Linked DNA regions of Macaca mulatta: region 2 is linked to region 1. A link is a contact called in public Hi-C data. All regions are on one chromosome and are shown on one strand. Each heading gives the region's core, a stretch centred on a gene start, on an enhancer-like site or on the middle of the called end of the contact. The rest is flanking DNA. Distances are from core to core; before and after follow the strand shown. Region 1 has its middle 19 kb from the start of HIF3A. Region 2 holds the start of LOC717246 (large ribosomal subunit protein eL20-like).

What was found. A called contact is a pair of places that touch in the nucleus more often than the background predicts.
Region 2: a Hi-C map of blood shows a contact between it and region 1, with 4 times the contacts expected there. The contact joins the promoter of LOC717246 here to the enhancer-like site in region 1. A contact is called at or near these places in 7 of 14 Hi-C or Micro-C datasets (CD4 T cells, blood, cortical neurons and 4 more).

Annotation. Positions count from the first base shown.
Region 1 is chr19:58,771,182-58,774,406 of T2T-MMU8v2.0, forward strand. No RefSeq gene overlaps it. Among named protein-coding and RNA genes, the nearest start is that of HIF3A, 19 kb to the right of the region's middle. Within about 2 kb of position 1,465, at least 8 of the 40 cell types and tissues checked have an H3K27ac peak or open chromatin away from gene starts, as enhancers often do. A contact at or near this core is called in CD4 T cells and blood, where this site is marked.
Region 2 is chr19:58,890,009-58,893,233 of T2T-MMU8v2.0, forward strand. It overlaps LOC717246 (large ribosomal subunit protein eL20-like), which reads left to right and starts at 1,776. Exons shown (of 2, transcript XM_077980790.1): 1 at 1,776-2,056; 2 at 2,356-2,867. The coding sequence starts at 1,889. The coding sequence ends at 2,718. The region is part of intron 1 of LOC144337229 (a long non-coding RNA gene); the gene reads right to left.

The DNA.
Region 1 (3,225 bases), core at 215-2,714:
GACCCTGTCTCTAAAGAAGTACATACACTTGGCCGGGCGCGGTGGCTCAAGCCTGTAATCCCAGCACTTTGGGAGGCCGAGATGGGCGGATCACGAGGTCAGGAGATCGAGACTATCTGGCTAACACGGTGAAACCCCGTCTCTACTAAAAAATACAAAAAACTAGCCGGGCGAGGTGGTGGGCGCCTGTAGTCCCAGCTACTCGGGAGGCTGAGGCAGGAGAATGGCGTAAACCCGGGATGCGGAGCTTGCAGTGAGCTGAGATCCGGCCACTGCACTCCAGCCTGGGCAACCAAGTGAGACGCCGTTTCAAAAAAAACAGAAGTACATACACTTATTTAGACTCCTCTGTCTTTGTCACATATATACATATATGTCATATATATGACATATGACACATATGACATTTCATATATATATTTTTTTACATATAAATATATATATAGCCAAAGACTGTAGACAAAGAAGGAGACGTTTTTATCAGGATTACAACATTTTTTCATACAAGGCTGGCACACGGTTACAGCAATTTGCTTCTAGGCAATGTTTCTTTTTGAGAAGGGCACATTGAACATCTTTTACAAAGGGTGTAATAGTCATGATTTTTCTCTTATTTGGTCTAAGCAAAGCAGGACAACAAAGGGGAACTTAATGGATAACAAGGGTCATTAATTAAGAAGGCACCACTGGGTGGACGCTGTGGCATCTGTAGCTCCAACACCGTGGGAGGCCGAGGCAAGAGGATCGTTTGAGCTCAGGAGTTCAAGATCAGCCTGGGCAACGCGGCAAAACTCCACCTCTACCAAAACATACAAAAATGAACTGGGCACAGTGGCACACACCTGTAGTCCCAGCTACTCAGGAGGCTGAGGTAAGAGAATGACTTGAACCCGGGAGGCAGAGTCGAGCTGAGATCGCACCACTACCAGCCAGCTTCGGTGACAAAGCCAGACCCTGTCTAAGAAAAAGGAAAAAAACCCCAAAAAACAGAAGACAGTGATTTTTGCCCCAAAGTGATTTAATTCTCCCTAGTCATTATACAGAACAAGAAAAATAAGAAGGTGAATTAGGCTGGGTGCAGTGGCTCATGCCTGTAATCCCAACACTTTGGGAGGCTGAGGCAGGTGGATCACTTGAGGCCAGGAGTTCAAGACCAGCCTGGCCAACATGGGGAAACCCCATCTCTACTAAAAATACAAACATTAGCCAGGTGTGATCCCAGCTACTCAATATCTGAGTAGCTACTGAAGCTTGAATTGCTTGAACCCGGGAGGTGTAGGTTGCCGTGAGCTGAGATCACGCCACTGCATTCTAACCTGAGCGACAGAACGAGACTCTGTCTCAAAAACAAACAATGAAAAAAAAAAGAAAAGAAAAGAAAAAGAAAGTGAGTTAACCTGTAATGTGAGAAACGGAAGTTGTAATTGTATGTGACTCATATCCCAGTCATATCACTTAAAGTGCTGTTGTGGTTCCAGTGGCTTTTAAATAATATTTATTTCCACATTGGTCAGACCACATCCCTACCCTGGTTAACCCCACTTCATGAAGCAGAGCGTTTGCAGGAGGAGGATGGGAGGAGGAGAGAAGGAACCCAAAACCCTCACGTGGCTGCTCTGCTCAGCAAACAGGAAACACCATCAACTTATTTTGATACAAATCCCTATGACCCCTTTTTATTCAAGAATTCTGTCACCTTTGGGCCGAGCGCAGTGGCTCAAGCCTGTAATCCCAGCACTTTGGGAGGCCAAGACGGGCGGATCACGAGGTCAGGAGATCGAGACCATCCTGGCTAACACGGTGAAACCCCGTCTCTACTAAAAAATACAAAAAACTAGCCGGGCGAGATGGCAGGCGCCTGTAGTCCCAGCTACTCAGGAGGCTGAGGCAGGAGAATGGCGTGAACCCGGGAGGTGGAGCTTGCAGTGAGCTGAGATCTGGCCACTGCACCCCAGCCTGGGCGACAGAGCAAGACTCCATCTCAAAAAAAAAAAAAAAAAAAGAATTCTGTCACCTTTGGCTGTTTTTCTGAGGTTTCTCCATAGCACCTTATCCTGAAATTTTCTTTTTTTTTTTTAATTTTTTTTTTTTTTTCTTTGAGCGAGAGAGAGTGTCACTCTCGCCCAGGCTGGAGTGCAGTGGCATGATCTCAGCTCACTGCAACCCCTGCCTCCCAGGATCCTCGTGCCTTGCCCTCCCAAGTACCTGAGTTTACAAGCATGCGCCACCATACCCAGCCAATTTTTGTATTTTTAGTAGAGATGGGGTTTCACCACGTTATCCAGGCTGGTCTGGAGCTCCTGACCTCGAGTGATCCTCCCCACCTCATCCTCTCAAAGCGACTACAGGTGTGAGCCACCATGCCCAGCCCTGCTCCTGGAATTTTCTTATAGAATCAGAGCAGACACCATTCCTAGAGGTAGAAAATTATATCTGCAATTGGCTGTTCTGGAAGCCAGAAACAAAGGACTGGCCAGGAACCCATCTCCCCTGACAATTGTGGAGGAGGAAGTTGAGGGCTTTCAGGATCCACGATGCCAGGCAGGAGGGAGCAGCTCTGCCACACACGATGCTCAGCTGTCACTGCCCCGTGCTATCAAGTCGTCACATCCTTAATGGTTTAATGCCCAACCCCAGAGCTGCTTGCTCTACCCGCACTGGTTGATTATTCTGGAAAAATAAAACTCTATAATATTTTGATCTAGGGAGCCCAAGGACCATCTTACCAGCTCTCTCGAATTACAATGCAATCCTCATCCTAACTCCACTAGATTGCCCTGGTTAATGGGGTAATTCTGTAAGAAAACACAGCATCAATATTGCAGTGTCTTTTACAGAAGCGCTGAGAGTAATGCTATTGCTTTAGTTGGGGTCCTCATAGAACATGTGATACCTCATAGAATTTTCTAGGGCTTTCCAGTACCTCAATTGATATAATTCAGATCCGGCCGGGTGCGGTGGCTCATGTCTGTAATCCTAGCACTTTGGGAGGCCGAGGAGGGTGGATCACCTGAGGTCAGGAGTTCAAGACCAGCCTGGCCAATGCAGTGAAGCCCCATCTCTACTGAAAACACAAAATTTAGCCAGGCATGGTGGGGCACACCTGTAATCCCAGCTACTTGGGAGGCTGAGGCAGGAGAATTGCTTGAACCCGGGAGGTGGATGTTGCAGTGAGCCAAGATGGCGCCACTGCATTCCAGCCTGGGCGACAGAGACAGAGTGAGA
Region 2 (3,225 bases), core at 526-3,025, 120 kb after region 1:
TCAGGGTCATCAAGCTGGGGACGTGCCAGGTACACGGAGGTGGGGGAGATGTTGGGGGCAGGTGTGGACACTAAGCAATGGTGTCGGAGGCTGCTGGGGAGTCTCAGGGTCTGGCAGGAGCAGATGTGAACTCCCAGGAGTGGTGGACATGAATTAGGGGTCCTAGAAGCCTCACCACCGACTAAGGAAGCTGTGAAGTAAAGACCAGAGAACCCGGGGGAGGGGGAGGCCTTAGATGCTCCCCACCCTATCGACCAGGATGGACCCAGGCATCCACCCAGCTGGGTGGAGCAGAGACTCCAAGGCAGGAAGGACCTGAGTTCTGTCTCCCTGTCGTTCTCTTGGTCCCTTTCACGCTGTCTTCCCCGGCCCCCATCTGTCAATGGCCATGATTAGGTCACAGACCCAAGCTCTGGCCACCAGGGCAGGCAGAGAGATGACCCAACCTCCATAGCACCAGTGGAGGGGGGCGGGGCCTGCCTCCCACCTATGGGGGATGTCATTTGCTTGGCAGCCAGAGGGACAGGCCACCACCCCACCCTTCCTTGCCAGCACCACACCTGGCAGATGGAGAAACTGGGCCCATGGTTGCCTCTGCCCACACCCTCCTGTGGCTCTCATCTCCGTGGTCCAGCAGATGTGGGGAGCCAGGGTGAGGAATTTGGACACTGGAAAACGTGTGGAAGCAGTTAAAACCTGAAGGGACCAGGAGGGGCAGGGTGGGCACCCATCTCAGGATAAGTCGAGGAACAGCAGGCATTTTCCACGCCTGGCCCCTTGGCTCTGTTCTAAGAGTTCACACGCATTAACATTGCATTCCAGCTCAGTCAGACACTTTTCAGATGCCCATTTTGCAGATAAGCAAGTTGAAGTACAGAGAGGTTAAGTTACATACTCAGAGTCACACAGCCAGCAAGTGGCAGAACGGGACTTGAGCACCAGCTGACTGGCTGCAGTCTGTGCCCTGAACCAGTTTGCAGTAGCATTGAGCGCTTTACGTGTCAGGCGGTTTGCAGGCACTTAGGGTCTTCGCAACAGCCCTTTGATGCCAAATGCTAAAATAATATCTGGGGAAAAGCTTTTGACCCCTTTTAGCAAACAAAAATTTTATGATGGCAAGAATTTATCCTGCCTGGTTAATCTGATTTTTCCCTTTTTAGTACATGGATGGTCCCTAACCTTACCCCTGAATAGAAAACTCACGACTTCCCCCAGAGCTGTGCAGCTCTCAAAGCATTTTTTTCCCCCTGAGATGGAGTCTCGCTCTGTAGCCCAGACTGGAGTGCAGTGGCGCGATCTCGGCTCACTGAAGCCTCTGCCTCCCGGGTTCAAGCCTCCTGAGTAGCTGGGATTACAGGCGTGTGCCACCATGCCCAGCTAATTTTTGTATTTTTAGTAGAGACGGGGTTTCACCATGTTGGTCAGGCTGGTCTCGAACTCCGGACCTCACGTGATCTGCCCGCCTCGACTGCCCAAAGTGCTGGGATTACAGGTGTGAGTCACCACGCCCGGCCTCAAAGCATTTTTGTTAGCGGTCTTTTACGATTTCTCCACCGGGCGGGGTGGATCACGCCTGTAATCCCAGCACTTTGGGAGACCAAGGCGGGCGGATCAGAGGTCAGGAGTTTAACACCAGCCTGGCCAACCTGGTGAAACCCCGTCTCTACTAAAAATACAAGAACATTAGCTGGGCGTGGTGGCAGGTGCCTGTAATCCCAGCTACTCAGGAGGCTGAGGCAGAATTGCTTGAACCCGGACCCAGGAGGCGGAGGTTGCAGTGAGCCGAGATCGCTCCACTGTATTCCAGCCTGGGCTACAGAGCGAGACTCCGTCTCAAAAAAAGAAAATTCTCGCTTTTGCGGGTGGCGGCGAGCGCGGAGAGGACGCCATGAAGGCTTCGGGCACCCTACGAGAGTACAAGGTGGTGGGTCGCTGCCTGCGCACCCCCAAATGCCACACACAGCCCCTCTACCGCATGCAAATCTTTGCGCCTAATCATGTCGTCGCCAAGTCCCGCTTCTGGTACTTTGTATCTCAGTTAAAGAAGATGGGCCGGGCGCGGTGGCTCACGCCTGTAATCCCAGCACTTTGGGAGGCCGAGGTGGGCGGATCACAAGGTCAGGAGATCGAGACCACGGTGAAACCCCGTCTCTACTAAAAATACAAAAAATTAGCCGGGCGCGGTTGTGGGCGCCTGTAGTCCCAGCTACTCGGGAGGCTGAGGCAGGAGAATGGCGTGAACCCGGGAGGCGGAGCTTGCAGTGAGCCGAGATCGCGCCACTGCACTCCAGCCTGGGCGACAGAGCCAGACTCCGTCTCAAAAAAAAAAAAAAAAAAAAAAAGAAGATGAAGAAGTCTTCAGGGGAGACTGTCTACTGTGGGCAGGTGTTTGAGACGCACCCCCTGCCGGTGAAGAACTTCGGCATCTGGCTGCGCTGTGACTCCCGGAGCGGCACCCACAACATGTACCGGGAGTACCGGAAGCTGACCACTGCGGGTGCTGTCACCCAGTGCTACCGAGACACGGGCGCTCGCCACCGCGCCCGGGCCCACTCTATTCAGATCATGAAGGTGGAGGAGATTGCAGCCAGCAAGTGCCGTCGGCCAGCTGTCAAGCAGTTCCACGACTCCAAGATCAAGTTCCCGCTGCCCCACCGGGTCCTGCGCCGTCAGCACAAGCCACGCTTCACCACCAAGAGGCCCAACACCTTCTTCTAGGTGCAGGGCCTTCGCCTGGGTGTGCCCCAAATAAACTCAGAAACGTCCCGGTGGGAAAAAACAATTCTCTTGGAACTGTTCTGTGCCTGTCAACTGCATGGCGCTAGGGGGCGCTGCAGCACCACGGTGTTTTATAGTCATTACAACACTCGTCCAGCAGATGGCGGCAAAGTGTTGGGGAAAGAGGATGCCCTTTTGCCAATCCCCATATATTTTTCTGATTTTCATTTGTATGGTATGCAAACATTTCCAATTCTCAAAATTTGGTCTCAGCTACCATTCTAACTATTTGAGGCTTACGCTTCTCTGTTTCCCGTCCACTCTGGGCCGAAGTCTTCCTGTCAGTGAAACAGGGATGTTTAAAGGCGTTTTCTTGGGCCCGTTTCCCAGAGCTGTCCTGACGACCCATTTGGGGCAGTTTCTCTCCTGTTGGGGCGTGGAGCTGCTCTTAAGGCCCTGCCTGCTGGATCCTCAAATAACGTGGTGGACACTCCCCTCCAGACCTCC